2 separate regions of the Anser cygnoides genome follow, and region 2 is linked to region 1. The links are chromatin contacts, called in public Hi-C maps. All regions are on one chromosome and are shown on one strand. The core of a region is the stretch at or near the end of the contact, and the rest is flanking DNA. Distances in the headings are between cores, read along the strand shown. Region 1 holds the start of SLC1A4 (solute carrier family 1 member 4). Region 2 overlaps LOC136790314 (a long non-coding RNA gene).

Region 1 (6,538 bases), core at 2,354-4,853:
AAACATTTGATGTTGCTGATTCAACCACCTTCCACCGAGCTACGAGCGGGATGTGTTAGTTGGCAGCTGCTGCCACCTCCTCCTCACCACCCCACCTGTCTCTCCCTGGTCAGGCTCTCTCCTCATCTTCTGCTGCTCTGATATTTGGCACAACGGAGCTGCTCCCCGCGTCAGATGCTCTGGAGATGTTCACAAGGCCCATCTATAGCTGAGACCAGCAGCCTCTGGTTCACCAGTGAGTCACCATTCATTTATTTCTGAAGCCCAAGATAAATCTCTTTTCCAGAGGCCACGTCTGCATGCATAGATGTGTATTTATGTGGAAGCTTTAGACTGGGAAACAGAAAACCATGACCAAGTATTAAGATGACCTCCAGACATCGCTGCGACGACGGAAAGCAGCATCTTTGGTCATTAATTAATAAACTTCCCAAGCACAGAAAGGATCTGCATCCTGGTAAAGGACACCCTGTGTCATCCCTGCAGAAGCCATGGTAAATACTTGACTCACAGCCGTGTCTTCCTTAGGCCACGTGTTGCATGTTTTCAGTACTGCTGGGGGACTCAGCCCGGTTGCTCCTCATTTTCACCTTTTATCTGAAAATGACTGAGCAGTAAAGCCTTGAGGGACACAGGGACTCTCGTGACAACTGAAAAACTGAGTTCTCTTTTGTCTAATGGGAAGTTTCATGAACCAAAAACCAAAAAAGCTCAGAGCTGCAAGACCCACCCATGCTGAAGGCAATGGTTTCGGCCCTCCAGAGCTGAGGCCTCCTTAACTGAAGACAAGGCTGGTCTCCTGGAGCCTTCCACCACAGCAGGGACCGAGACCAATTCTCAAACCAAAATTCCCAGGTTTTCAAGAACAGTTTAAAAAAAAAATTTAAAAGGGAGAGGTAGGTATTATTTCCAGAGAGTCACACAACTCACTCCATCCCCAGGCCTGTCAGGGATCTACGTTAAGATCAGGAGTTTTAGAGGACAGCACAGTGATGGCTCTGTGTCCAAAATCCTCTCTTTCTGACTGAATTTCGCTGTCATGGCTCTGGCAACTGGACTGCCCGGCGTGGCCACCATAACCCTTGCCTGGAGCTCCGAGAAAAAGTTGAATTCAAAGGGCACCACACACGTGCTGGGGGAAAGCCCCTGGCACCTCACTTCCCAGAGGAAATCAGTCTGCAATCAGCATGCTTCCCCCAAGTCTCGCCATAACGAGCAAAACTTTGGAGTGAAGGTCTCAACCCCATCAGCGTTATAACTTGGAAGATGAACTCCCCATCTGCATTTACAGCCCAGAGCAAGAAGCAGCTTTCTGCTCCCAAGTTCACAGACAACATCCACAGTCTCAAGCTCACTGGAGCATCCCTGTCCCATTTCTCGGCTACATCCTACTCCACGCAGCATGGCGACACAGCAAAAAAAAACACCAGCTGCAGCAGCCACGCTAGGATGCACCCCGGGACAGCAACAGTCATCTGCTTCCCAGCACCTACTATCGTGCTGACTCCTCCTTTTGTGATTTTCCTTCACGCTGCTTTTATCAGCTCCTTGCCACCTTCACAGCCAGGCCACCTGCTCCCACTGTCCTGTTATTACTTCTCAACACGGTCTGTCAAGAATCGTCAGGGTTGGCCATAAGAGGTTACGGATATGAAATATATGATGGCCAATGGGCCACTGGACTGGTCCATCTGGAGATGGGGGAGAAAAGGACAAAAACACGGATTTCTAAATATAGATTTTCTCTTTAGAAACTCTTCTTATCTTTGCTGTCATGTCTGTTTACCCAGATGCATCAAAAAGTCTCTCAGTTGAAAAACTGAACTCAAAAAGCCAAGATACAAATTAAGAGTCCTCCCCTCTGCTTTGCGATGACCGAGATACCTGCTAAGCACAGCTCTTCGGCCACTCGGCTGGTACGTTGCAGGTCACCTCCCTTACGCTTCTGTCTACATCTCGGTAAGAAGGCCTGCCACCTCCACAGCCCTCCATCTTCCCTCTTTTCCGCGAACTTCCACACACTCAGTCCTCCACCACTTCCCATCACTCCCTCAGCTGCATCTGCCAGGGGAGCCCCAGCGGCACCTCCCCGGTTTTACCTTATTCCACCACTTCCCGCAGACGCCTGCGGTACTTCCCTGTGACTGCCCTCAGGTATGAAAAAGTGGCAGAATCTGACCCAGGATAACAAGACGCATCAGCCCTTCGCGTCTCGGGTTCTGCACCACAAGTCAGCAGAGCGTGAACGCTGCTGGAAGTCTGGGACTCGAGAAGTTGCCTGGATGTCTGCCTCATTTGTGTAATTATTTCTCTTTTATTTAAAGAGCTGGGCAGATCTCGACAAGACATGGGCTCTGAGAAAAAAGAAAAAAGGTTATGTCTTCAGCTTTTGCCCTCTGTGGAGGGTGCTAACACGCCGCGTGATGTTCCGGGTACCTCCTTGATGAAAATACAGGGTTGTGTTTCCACACCTGTACCTAAGGGAGGTGAAGGTGCAACGAGAGGCAAAGGCAGGTTGGGATTTGTGTGAAGAGACCGAACAAAGGTTGGAGGGGGGGGAAATACAAAAACACAAAAGAAAAAGGTGTGTGTGACAGATGAGAAGAGCTGCCTGGCTCCAGAGACGGCCGACAACAGGCAGCGGGGCAGGAGAAGGTGCCGGGCACCCAGCCCTGGTCAAACACTCGCCACCCTCACAACCCCCAGGCCAAAAAAATTAGGAGAAAGGGTGGGAGGAAGGCTGAGGGAAGGCAGGCTGAGGGATGGAAGAAGGCTGAGGGAAGGCAGGCTGAGGGAAGGCAGGCTGAGGGAAGGCAGGCTGAGGGAAGGCAGGCTGAGGGAGCGAGGCAGCCAGCCCGCAGGAGGGAGGAGGAAGGAGGAAGGAGGGGGGTGCCCGAGCGGCAGCGTGCAACATCGCCGGGTCTGTCATCATCCTCCGGGTCGGGAGGGAGGGAGGGAGGGAGGGAGAGAGGGAAGGCCCTACCTGACGAGGTCGAGGAAGGAGTCCACCGTCTTCTTGCTGGGGGGCGCAGCACCCGGCAGCCCCAAGCCGGGCGTGTTGAGGGCGGATGCCCCGGCGCCGGGGCGGATGATGAAGCCGAGGGCGACGGCGAGGCCGGAGGCCAGCAGCGTGGTGCCTAAGAAGTAGGCGACGGCGATGCCTCCCAGGCGGCCGAGGGAGCGGGTGTCGAGGCTGGCGGCGCCCGACACCAGGCTGCAGACCACCAGCGGCAGGATGACCATGCGCAGCATGCGCAGCAGCAGCTCCCCGGGGAAGGCCAGGTAAGCCACCTGCGCCGGGCTCAGCGCCGCTCCCCGCACCGCGGCGCCCAGCGCCACGCCGGCCACCACCCCCGACACGGTCAGCAGCACCAGCGCGTTGCGCCGCAGGAAGCCCCGGCAGCCCCGCAGCCGCCCTCCTCCGCCGCCGCCGCCTTCCTCGGCGCCCTCCGCGTGGCCGTTGCCCGCCTTCTCCCCGCCGTCCCCCTTCTCCATGCTGCCCGCCGGCTCCATGCTGCTGGCGGCGCGCTCCGTGCTCGCTCGCTGCCTCCGTCCCGCTAGCCGCCCGCCTCCCGCTGCCCGCCCGCCCCGGAGGAGGGAGGGACCCGGCGGCCGAGGGGCGGTGCTGCCCCGGCGCGGCCCGGAACGGGACGGCGCGGGAGGGAGGGGGTCGGAGCGACCCCAGCCCGCGCCGCCGCCGTTTGCCCGCCGCTGCCCGGCCCCTCAGCGCCCCCCGAGCGGTGTCCCCGCGGCGCGCACGTGGGCCCTCAGTGCCCCAACGGCTCTCACATGGCCCTCGGTGTCCCCCTCGGTGTCCCCACAGCTCTCAGATGACCGTTCAGTGTCCCCACGGTAATCACAGGTCCCTTTAGTGTCCTCCTCAGAGGGCCCCTCAGTGTCCACACAGCGCACACGTGTTCCCTCAGCGTCGCCACAGCTTTCATGTCACTTCTGTGTCCCCCTTGGGGGGCCCACAGCTCGCACATGTCCCCTCAGTGTCTCCACGGCTCTCACAAGACCCGTTAATGTCCCCATAGTAATCACAGGTCCCTTCAGTGTCACCCTCTGTCCCCACTGCTCTCTCATTTCCCCTCTGTGATCCCCTTGGTGGCCCCACAGCTCACGTATGACCCCTTAGGGTCTCCCTTAGAGTGTCTCTCAGTGTCCCCACAGTGCACACACTCCCTTCATTGTCCCCACAGATCTCACATGTCCCCTTTAGTCTCCCCTTTAGTGTCCCCCAGTGACACCACAGAACACACATCTCCCTTTATTGTCCCCACAGCTCTCACATGTCCCCTCAGTGTCCTCCTTGGTGTCCCCCTCACTGTCCCCACGGCTCATACCATCCCCTCAGTGTCCCAGGGCTCACACTGGCCCCTCCATGTCTACCCGTAGTGCCTCCACAGCACCACACTTGCCCCCAGATTTGGAAAGAGGCTTTGTTTCAGTTAATTTCCTTGACATCAGCAAAACACAGCCTAGCAGAAAACGCGCTGTAAAAATAGCCAGCAGCACATTTGCTTTTTGAGTAGCCCAGACTAATTAAGCAGGCTGACAGGGTGTGATGGGGCCATAATCCTGATTTAATGAGAGTCTTTTCTACTTTCCAGCCTCATGGATAGACCTAAAGATCCTTACCTTGTGGCTGGAGCTCCTGGGAATTGTCACCACAACTGTGTCCACCACCACCTGCCTCAGAGCTCAATGCAGTCTTGACTTGCAGCTTGTTCACACATGTGACTCAAGGTACCAGGGATATTTTTCTTGATTTTCTTTTTTTCCTGATAACTTTTAAGGAACACTTGATTTGTGGAACTATGAGGGAGAATTAATAGGACAAAACAGGAAAGTAAGCATCTGCAGACACGTTCAAAGACATTCAATTCCACCTGTTTCAAAAAGAAGTGAAAAGATACCTGGGTGCTTTAAAACTTTTTTTCTTTTTTTTTTAAGCTATATGCTATTTACTTAAATTTAATTTAAGTAATTTAAATTAAAATTTTAGTTTAAATTTATTTAAAGATACAACCTATTTACAGGGCATTGCAAACTGGAAATGTGATTTTGACCTATTCCCATGCAGACCTCAAATATGTACTTGAGGCCCTGAACAGAGAGGTTTAACCTGTCTTTTTGCAAAGGTTGCACTATTTTTTATTATAGAAATAGAATATTAAGTTTATTAGAGACATATCCAGTCCACTTCCTACCCTAGCAGAAAATTCATTCTCCTTACACCCATCATAACAAATGCTGGTCTCACCTGGTTTTAGACTTCTAGTGATGCAGATGCCACAGACTCTCTAATCCATCCCTTACAGAAACCCCACCGTTACTGTTACAAAGTGTTTCTTGATGATTTCCCTCATTGCATTCTAAGCCCACTGTGACTTACTGTACCCACAAGACCACTGAAAATTGTCCTCGTGTGCCTACTCCCTGCTGCACTGTAAAGCCCAATGGAAAAAAAACAAAATGTTACTCCTCTTCTGCCCTTGGCTGTGGCAAAAGTCCTATCGGCTTTAATAATACTCATTAATATCATGCATTAATTAATTAGTAATTTTCATGGATTACTTTAATAATACGCAAATGGTGTGTTCCCATATGCAAACTGAAAACCTAGCGGAGAAATTCAGGGATGCGTGAGCAAGAAGAACGTATGAAATCGGAAAACTCATTGATAGCAGCACAGTGTATGAGGCAAGTGCAAGAATTAAAATCAGGCCTTTTCCACATTATCAATCAATCTCTCCATGGTCATGCGCGGTTGGCTTTGCTCAGAGCAGTGTCAGGAGAACAGCCGGGTGACCCACAGAAGCACACCCTCACCCCAAAATCCTAGATCCCACTGCATGTTTTTCAACCTGTGCTAAGGCTGGTCAGTCTTCCCTTTGGGAAGAACACCCCAACCTAGGGATGCCTGTGTCAAGCTTCCTCGTCATGACCTTATGAGGTTTCAGATTTCCAGCATCCTCTCCATTTTCTTCTCTTCATTTTTTGATCCAAACACCATTCCAAACAGTTATACTACTCTTAATATTTCTTCTGGTGAACCATATGAATGACCATCATCCCAAAAAAAGTTCTAGGCAGAACTAACTGTTTTTCTGCACCCTGTGAGAGTTCATGGATGGCTGCAGCGATTAACACTGAAGCCTGCTGATTTATTCAGTAGTAAGTGTTGACTGATCTGTTGTGTCATGTTTTCATTTCAGCACTTGTAGATCTTGGTAGCTTTCCAGTGAATGAGCCTGCATGTTTCCAATGTCCACTCCCATGGTGCTTCTAAATTAGGGTTTTTGACTTCCCCTGTTGCAACTTTAAGATTTTGGTTTTGTCTTGGCTTTCACCTGCACCAGGCTAGAGTCCTTCCTCCAGAAAACATCAGAGAGATCACAAGCAGGCAAAAACAAACAGATAATCAAACTGTTCCTTTTAAATGAAACCAAATTTCCTTTTGCTTTGAATGAGGAGAGAGCAAACATAGTTTTCACCACTGCCCCAGGAATGAAGAGGTCCTGCTGATTTTCAG
Region 2 (7,267 bases), core at 2,522-5,021, 83 kb before region 1:
GGCAAGGTCATCGCACATTGAGGGGTTCTTGTTGGCACAGAGAGCATAGACATGGAAGCAGCACTGAAGCCTGTTTTCACTTTGTGGCCCTTGAAGTTGTTTCACAGGGAGCTGGCATACAAGTTTATAGCGTTGTACTCTTGTGGTGGGTTTGTTGGAGTTTTTTTCTTTCTTTTGTTGTTGTTGTTGTTGTTGTTTTGTTTTGTTTTTTAAACTTGATTATTACTAGGTGAAAATATTCATAGTTCAAATTCCAGATTTGCTCAAAATCTATGTATAGATTAATTTTTTGTTAGGCTGGCATTACTGATATGATTTATTTTCCTTAACCTGTTAGTCATTCCAATACATATTTTCTTTTCTATGAGAGAGTTGCAGGTATGTGTGGGAAAACAAAATCCAGTAACAGGTGCATAAAACAATCTACCTAAACATGCATCTAGATCAATTTTAATAGGCACATTTTGTGAACTAGAGCAATTTTCTGTAGTTCTTATCAGCATCTTTATCAATTCTTCATTCCAGTAGGTCAAAACTCCATTGTTTTGCTGATGTTTTTGTTAACTTGAAAAATAACCCTCCTTTGACTATTTCAGACCCCGTAGCTGAAATATGTGGCAGAGGTAGGCTATTCTTTTGTCTTAGGAAAAAAAAAGAAATGCTTCAATGGAACAAGAAAGGAGAAACTGTCAGAAGAGTTGTACAAAACAGCTCTGTCTCTGAAAATTTCATTTAGCTCCTGCCATGGGTTTGGATAATCTAGTTCATATTTTCAAAAACAGTTAAAAATTTACTGTATACAGTAATAAATACCTCGTATCAGAATTAGTAAAATAAAATGTAGACTTTGTGTAGATTACATCATTGTAGGTAAAAGATACACATGCTTTGCACAAAGCAAACTGCTCTATCTAGATGCTTATCCAAGTACAAGTTTTCCCACCAAATACAAAACATCTGTTGATGTAACTAGAAGAGGAGACTCTCTGTAGATATTGGCAATAACAAGACTTCTTTGCCTCTATGAAATAGTCTGTACGATCCTCCCAGCTACTAGGGCTTGTAATAGAATAGCCATTTCAGTTAAACAAACTGTGAGATTATGCTTCCAGAAAGTGGTAATGCCTCTACAACAGCAATACATAGACTAGACCTTAGTACGTTTGCTAGAGTGGTCTAACGACACAGTTCTTATCCAAGGATAAATTTGTTTTAAATCTGAGAAAGTTAATGTCTATTAACTGCTTTTATGTAATTTCTTACATTACTCTGTGAAATGGTAGATTCCCATAGTCAGTTCCTGCCTTCCAATCATTCCTTTTTCAATCCTAATAAGCAGTCGGCTTGCAAGGCACGAGCCCTTCTATCAACAGTTGCAGTTCATAATATTGAACAATGCTGAAGCAGATAGATTGGGATTCCCCTCTTTAAGGAACTGAGGGCATTGCAAAACCCCCCAAATGACTCCTTTACAACACTGACACAGATGGCATGACTGGTGTGCTCAGCTGACTCCTGTCCGAGTAGTGCAGGGGTGGTTGTAAACAAGCAGTACCTTGACTGGTCAGATCTGTGCTTGCATAAGCTTAGCCAACATCTGAATTAACTCCTGGTATAAAAAAGGTAGCAGTGTTGTTTTTTTTTTTAGGCTCATTAGACCATTTTCCTGCACTGAATGTAAGGTTTGTCAGCAGAATAGAACTGAACCTTGGATACCATCTGTGAGTTTTTTGGGTATGTACGGTAAAAAAAAAAGAGTTGTCTTCCAAAGAACTCCTTTTAGTTAAAATTGTCAATAGCAAATCCCTAAATTTGACCCGAGAGTTGCTTAGAAGAAAGAAAACTGTTCTCTTTCATTCCTTTACAGTGTATGAAAAAGGCCTGGCAGGTTATTTCTTAAGTGAGAGGAGGAAGTCTTGGCCTCTACTTCTGCTGCTCCAGAACAAAAATATTCAGCTGATACCTATGGCTAGCTGCTACACCAAGAGCTGAAAAAGGTAGAATTACTGAATCTTAAAAAAAAAAAAAAAATAGTAATAATCCTTATTCCCAAGTATTAATTCATTAATGAGGGTTCATATTTTTTAATGCAAAAGATAAAAAGCATTATTCATTATTCAAAAGCTCAACTGTCATGTTACGATGTTTTAATTCCACTACTTTCTAACTGTAGTATTCTTTCAGTAAGGACCAGAGCTCCTTATATGTAAAAACAAGTTTGGGAAGAAAAGAAAATATAGTTTGAGGCCTCCATGAGATATTACGAGGGTTAAATGCCCTCTTTCTGTTTGTAGTAACACTTTATATACTGTGTGAAGGAGAAAGAACACACAAAAGATTTAAGTAATTACCCTATATTCAAAATACATTCAAATTGGTGTAGGAATAAGGCTAGTAGGAAAAAAATGATGCATCTTTCAAAAATACTAAAGAATATTGTCAGCTTAAAAAGTAGGTGTTGTTCAAGAGTATTTCACTGATTTCACTGGTGCATATCTAAGAAAATCTGAAAGCTATAGCTCATGAGCAGGACAATTTTTCATTCCATTTATTTTTCTTTCCTTCTCCCCATACTTTTTTCTCCTTGAAGCTGTCAAAGCCTTGCATGTTGGGAATTTTACTCCCTGGTCTCATGCCCTGAAATATGACCTCATCATTCCAGACCAGTCTGTGGCAGTCATTTAGCAGTACCTCTGCAAAATACGGGGATATTGAAAAAGCTATCAAAAAGCATGCAGCTTACTTTCTAGAACCCAGGTTAAAAATTTAGTGCCAATGCAAGACACGTCTGCTTTTCTCTGGTGAAAATGAGAAGACTGAATTACTGAGACAATAAAGATGGAGTCCCATGATGGTGTTGTACACAGCTTTTCTTTTCCTTTTGAAGAGAGCTCAGAAGTAATTGACAAAATAAAATGAATCACACCCTAAATTTCTGGCATTTTGTCTCAGCAAATGGTCAATAGTCAATAAGGAGCAACAGGCATTCGAGAAAATGATTTGTTCCATTTATCTTAGACACCCATATCGGGATAGAGGAACTTGTCCCTTAGAAGGAGGAAGGGATACTTGTCTTGTACGTGCAGCTATCGTCGCTTGGCTTTTAAATGAATTCTACTCTAACTAGCCCATCTGACCTGTTTTCTGGTACTGGAAACAAATTAAAATACGATCAGTATTTGCAAATGCAAAGCTCTGCAAAAATAGAATGAATTCTTCTATATTTCACCCTACTTCACGGAGAGGAAGAGAAGATTTTTTTTTTTTAATCTACCCACTAAGAACGAAGTGCAGATTTGTCTCTATGGTTCTTGGAAACTGCCTTTGCTCTGCTATTTCCTGTTATTTTCTCAAGCTGTGTATTTCAGATGTGAATGGGAACCTACTCAAAGACTGTGTTTGTAGCAGTATGATACGATGCCTTGGACAGATGTAGATGGGTGTTACTTGCCAGTGAAAAGGCAATGGAAAGTGAAAGCATGGCAGAAAGTTTTCTCATTTTAGTTCTGAGGATTTGATCCTCCCTGTCTATGCACTACAGTAAACACCCATAGCCCTCACCAATGCTGACCTTGCTTGGCATGTTCAGCAGAAGCTGCCTCCTAAATCTCATTCCCTGGTAAGACCTTCAGCACTTTGCGTGAGTGTTGCTCGTTTCATCCTCAGACACACTTTACACTGCCACATGGTGAGACAGCAAGTGCTTGCTTCTGTAGCGTTGGCAGTAGCACCGAGCAACTCCTCTCACAGCGCTTTGCTGCAGTCTGACACTGGGAAGTTGTCTGCAGGCCAGACAGTGCTGCAGGACAAGCAGGCACTTCTGAACAAAATTTCTGGCTGTGTCAACAGATGATTAAATTTAAAGACTAGGCATCGCCACTGTTCATTTGAATGATTGTGGTGCTTCAGCGCATGCTAGTGTTTGGTGACATATGTAATTTATAGGAATTTGTTTGTATGTCTTGGGAGGGGGAAATATATCATTGCAGTGATCCGACACCTCATCTATGTCGGTGGCCTTATTTCAAATCTTTTTGCATGCCAAATGGAATAAGGTGCTTTCAGAATCTGTAAATGACCTGGCAGGAACCAAATGATTGTCCTTAAAACCATTTGTACTTTCTGTTTTGTGACCTTGGCAGATCAGCGATTGGGAAAGTTGTTCACATGCCATCTGCACCTGCTAGTTTTGCAATGCAGCAAGAGGTCATTTCCTTTCCAAACATGACTGGCTTCTGATACCAGTGGGAAATTGGCAGCTCTTATATGAAAGCAGTAGATTCCAGTTTCTTCTTTTGGCTTTTCACTGAGATAGGAAAGGAGTTGTTATTGTTATGGCCCCATGTGCTCTGTGTCAGAGCTCTCTTCCCCACATAACGGCTTTTTCAGTCACTCAGAGACAGTTTGTCAATAGTATATGGCATCATATCTTGTATTGTATAATATCATATTGCCCTGAGATATTTTTTTCCCAGTATCACGGCCTTAATTCTAAACAGAGCTGCACAACCTACAGCAAAAATATTTGCCTTTTATTTAGTCTCATGGCCTTTCTTTCTCTTTTCTGTGACAGAAGAGGAGAGTGCAGAATAAAGTTGCTATCTAGACCTCCATGTGGTAGGGCTTAAGAAACAACATAGCAGGATCAAACTGTGCTTTTCTCCTTATTTCTTTGCCATATCAAAAAGATGAGATAAAGGGGTGTTTGTTGTTCTTCTAATTCTCTTCCCCAGAGAGGATGGAAGCTGTTGCAACTTCTTTATAAGATGTCCTTAATATCCGTGGGTAGGGAATCACAGCACACATTGCCTCATGTCCAGCCTGAAGCATCACCTTTGCAGAGAGAGAAGCGTAACGGAGCTGTGCTGCTGGGCAGAGAGTGAAAGGAGATGGTGGATTTTGTTCTCACTCTTAACAGCATAAAACAGCTGCATTGGCTTTATATGTGCTTCAAAGATTTGCTTTCTCTGAAAGTTAGGGCAAATTGGTGCATACAACGTGTGTCTTTACACATTCATGGTCTTTTTCTTCCTGTCAGCTATTAGAGATGGTGATAGGATCATGTGTTTTTGTCCACGTTTTCTTGTAGCCTTGTTAATGAAACAGGTAATCCTATTTGTCTTAAAATCAAGGCAAATATCTCTCGTGGTCTGTCCATCTGTTCCAGACACTAACAGCATGCTCATCACCATGGTATTGGAACAGTCTGGTACACAAATAGCAATCAGCAGTTATTAACATAATATTATTACTTGGTCCATAAAGCTAATATTGGCAGAGATACTAGACATCACACACTGTGAGCTAGTTTCTCAGCAGATGTACTTTGTTCTGCCAGAATACGATAATATTATGTATAAAAATCAGTAAAAGGATGTATTTTTTAAATTATTTCTTGAAAACAGCATAAATTGCCAGTATAATATAAATCAAAAGTTTCTCTTTACGTCAAGTAATTATCAATCCCATTGCTATCTTGAAGAACAGTATTCTTCATAAAACAAAGTTTTGTTGTTTTTTTCTTATTGTTGTTTTTTACATGTATTAGCTAACATCAAGCCACTGAAAGTTCCTTTCTTCTCTTCTCTGTCCTCCAGTCATTGATGCAGACTGATACGGAAGTGACTCTTCACATGCAGAAGGTCATTTATCTCAAACCTGAACTGCACAAGCTAAGGTCTATTCAGGACGAGATCTTCCTGCCAGGAAACGGTAAGTCGCACTACTTCTGCACATGCTGCAGAGCTTCGATACTTTTTGAAAGGAGTAAAACTTGCTTTCTGCTTTGCTGGCCTGTGGAAGGAACGTGGACATTTCAGACCAACTTTTTCAGGACTCATGTTCTAAGGGAAGCGGACTGCAGTTCCCCAAAATATTCTGACCACCCTGTAAAATTTGGAGGTTCCCTACCTGTCCTTACACCCCTCCATGCATCTCATTTTCACACACTCAAGAAGTCCAGCTTCAAGTGTCTCCTTTTCATTTGGTCCCTCTTCCTATGATATAATGTAAAGATTTGTTTCAGAGTTGAACAGCCACACTTTTTTAATCTCTGGTATTTAAACTGCTGGTTAAAATGAGTCGTTTCCTCTCAGGTGTCATATTTGTGCAGATCTGGTTCAAGGAATAGCTCATATATATATATGTGATTTTCCTTTCCTTTCTTAATCAGAATATATTCCAGGGAGACCTATTTTGCAAGCTTGTCTACTGAGACTTCTGCACAGAATCAAAATGGAGCCTTTTCAGATTGTAGCTTTGCAGTTGCGGTGTTAAAAGTATGAAGCAAAAGTGAAACTGGGCCATCATATTTGCTAGTTTTCATATACAACTACTTTTCCTTGCTTTAGATAGCAAATTCCTGCTAAACTAACATTTCTGTAAGCACTAAAGTGTCCAAACGTGCTGCTGTAATGAAAGGGAACATCTTTATCTGAGCTGGTTGTGATTATGTCAGACACAAACAGGTTGTGGCAGTAGTTCCTCTTTCACTGAACATGAAACTTCAGCAGTCACGATAGTGGTTCAGTCTCCGTTTTCATATTAATAGCACTTTTATTTTTTTAATGTTAACATAAAAAATTACACTTGTAAAGCAAACTAATTAAAAATGTAAAGGGAACATTAATAGTGCTGTTGCCAAGCAGGCTGTATATGTGTGTAACCTTGCTAAAATGGATGGAAAGACCAGGAGGAATCTTGTTATAAAAACAGAGGATCATTCCCTACAGCTCAGTTCTGCCTTCAGCACTTAGCTGTTGGCTCCACTGTGGGAAGGAGTCTAAAGTACTGGGTGACTTTCATACATGTCTAGATACAGTGCAGGGCAAAGTGCAATATTTTTTATCCTGTCATTCCCTTTTATCAGTCTCAGTTATTAAGCAAGTGGTGCAAATTAAGATCAACCTTGACTTTAACATTTAATAGGGATTTCTCATTAGACAAACTACATACATGTGTCCCACTACACTTCTTGCAGGGTCTGTGTCTCATGGATGCCTGCCAGGCTGTCCATTCAAGATAGAGTCCAGCGAGTAGGGAAAGAAATATGTTTGGCATGACTGCAATGAACTTAAAAATAAATGAATAAATAAATTTGGAACTTTCTTGGATCACTCTCTTCTGTCTTGCTATTGTAGGCCAATATCTCGGTTCTCTGCTGTCGATTGCTTTGAAGCAATGTTATTGAGAAGAATGAGTCACTTTTGTCTCCGTTTAATGCAGTTATCAGGACTGAAAAGCCATAGCTGGACAAAATGCCTTCTCC

Evidence for each region. A called contact is a pair of places that touch in the nucleus more often than the background predicts.
Region 2: a Hi-C map of liver shows a contact between it and region 1, with 1.4 times the contacts expected there. The contact joins the enhancer-like site here to the promoter of SLC1A4 in region 1. A contact is called at or near these places in 3 of 7 Hi-C or Micro-C datasets (all in liver).

The regions. Positions count from the first base shown.
Region 1 is chr3:776,106-782,643 of Taihu_goose_T2T_genome, reverse strand. It overlaps SLC1A4 (solute carrier family 1 member 4), which reads right to left and starts at 3,603. Exons shown (of 8, transcript XM_048060750.2): 1 at 2,984-3,603. The coding sequence starts at 3,513. It overlaps LOC125182426 (a long non-coding RNA gene), which reads left to right and starts at 3,143. Exons shown (of 4, transcript XR_010829968.1): 1 at 3,143-3,282; 2 at 4,614-4,749.
Region 2 is chr3:858,470-865,736 of Taihu_goose_T2T_genome, reverse strand. LOC136790314 (a long non-coding RNA gene) reads left to right here. Exons shown (of 5, transcript XR_010829970.1): 1 at 1-145; 2 at 5,598-5,712. It overlaps LOC136790315 (a long non-coding RNA gene), which reads right to left. Exons shown (of 3, transcript XR_010829971.1): 2 at 5,911-5,996; 3 at 5,679-5,793. Among named protein-coding and RNA genes, the nearest start is that of RAB1A, 13 kb to the right of the region's middle. Within about 2 kb of position 3,771, at least 1 of the 3 cell types and tissues checked has open chromatin away from gene starts, as enhancers often do. A contact at or near this core is called in liver, where this site is marked.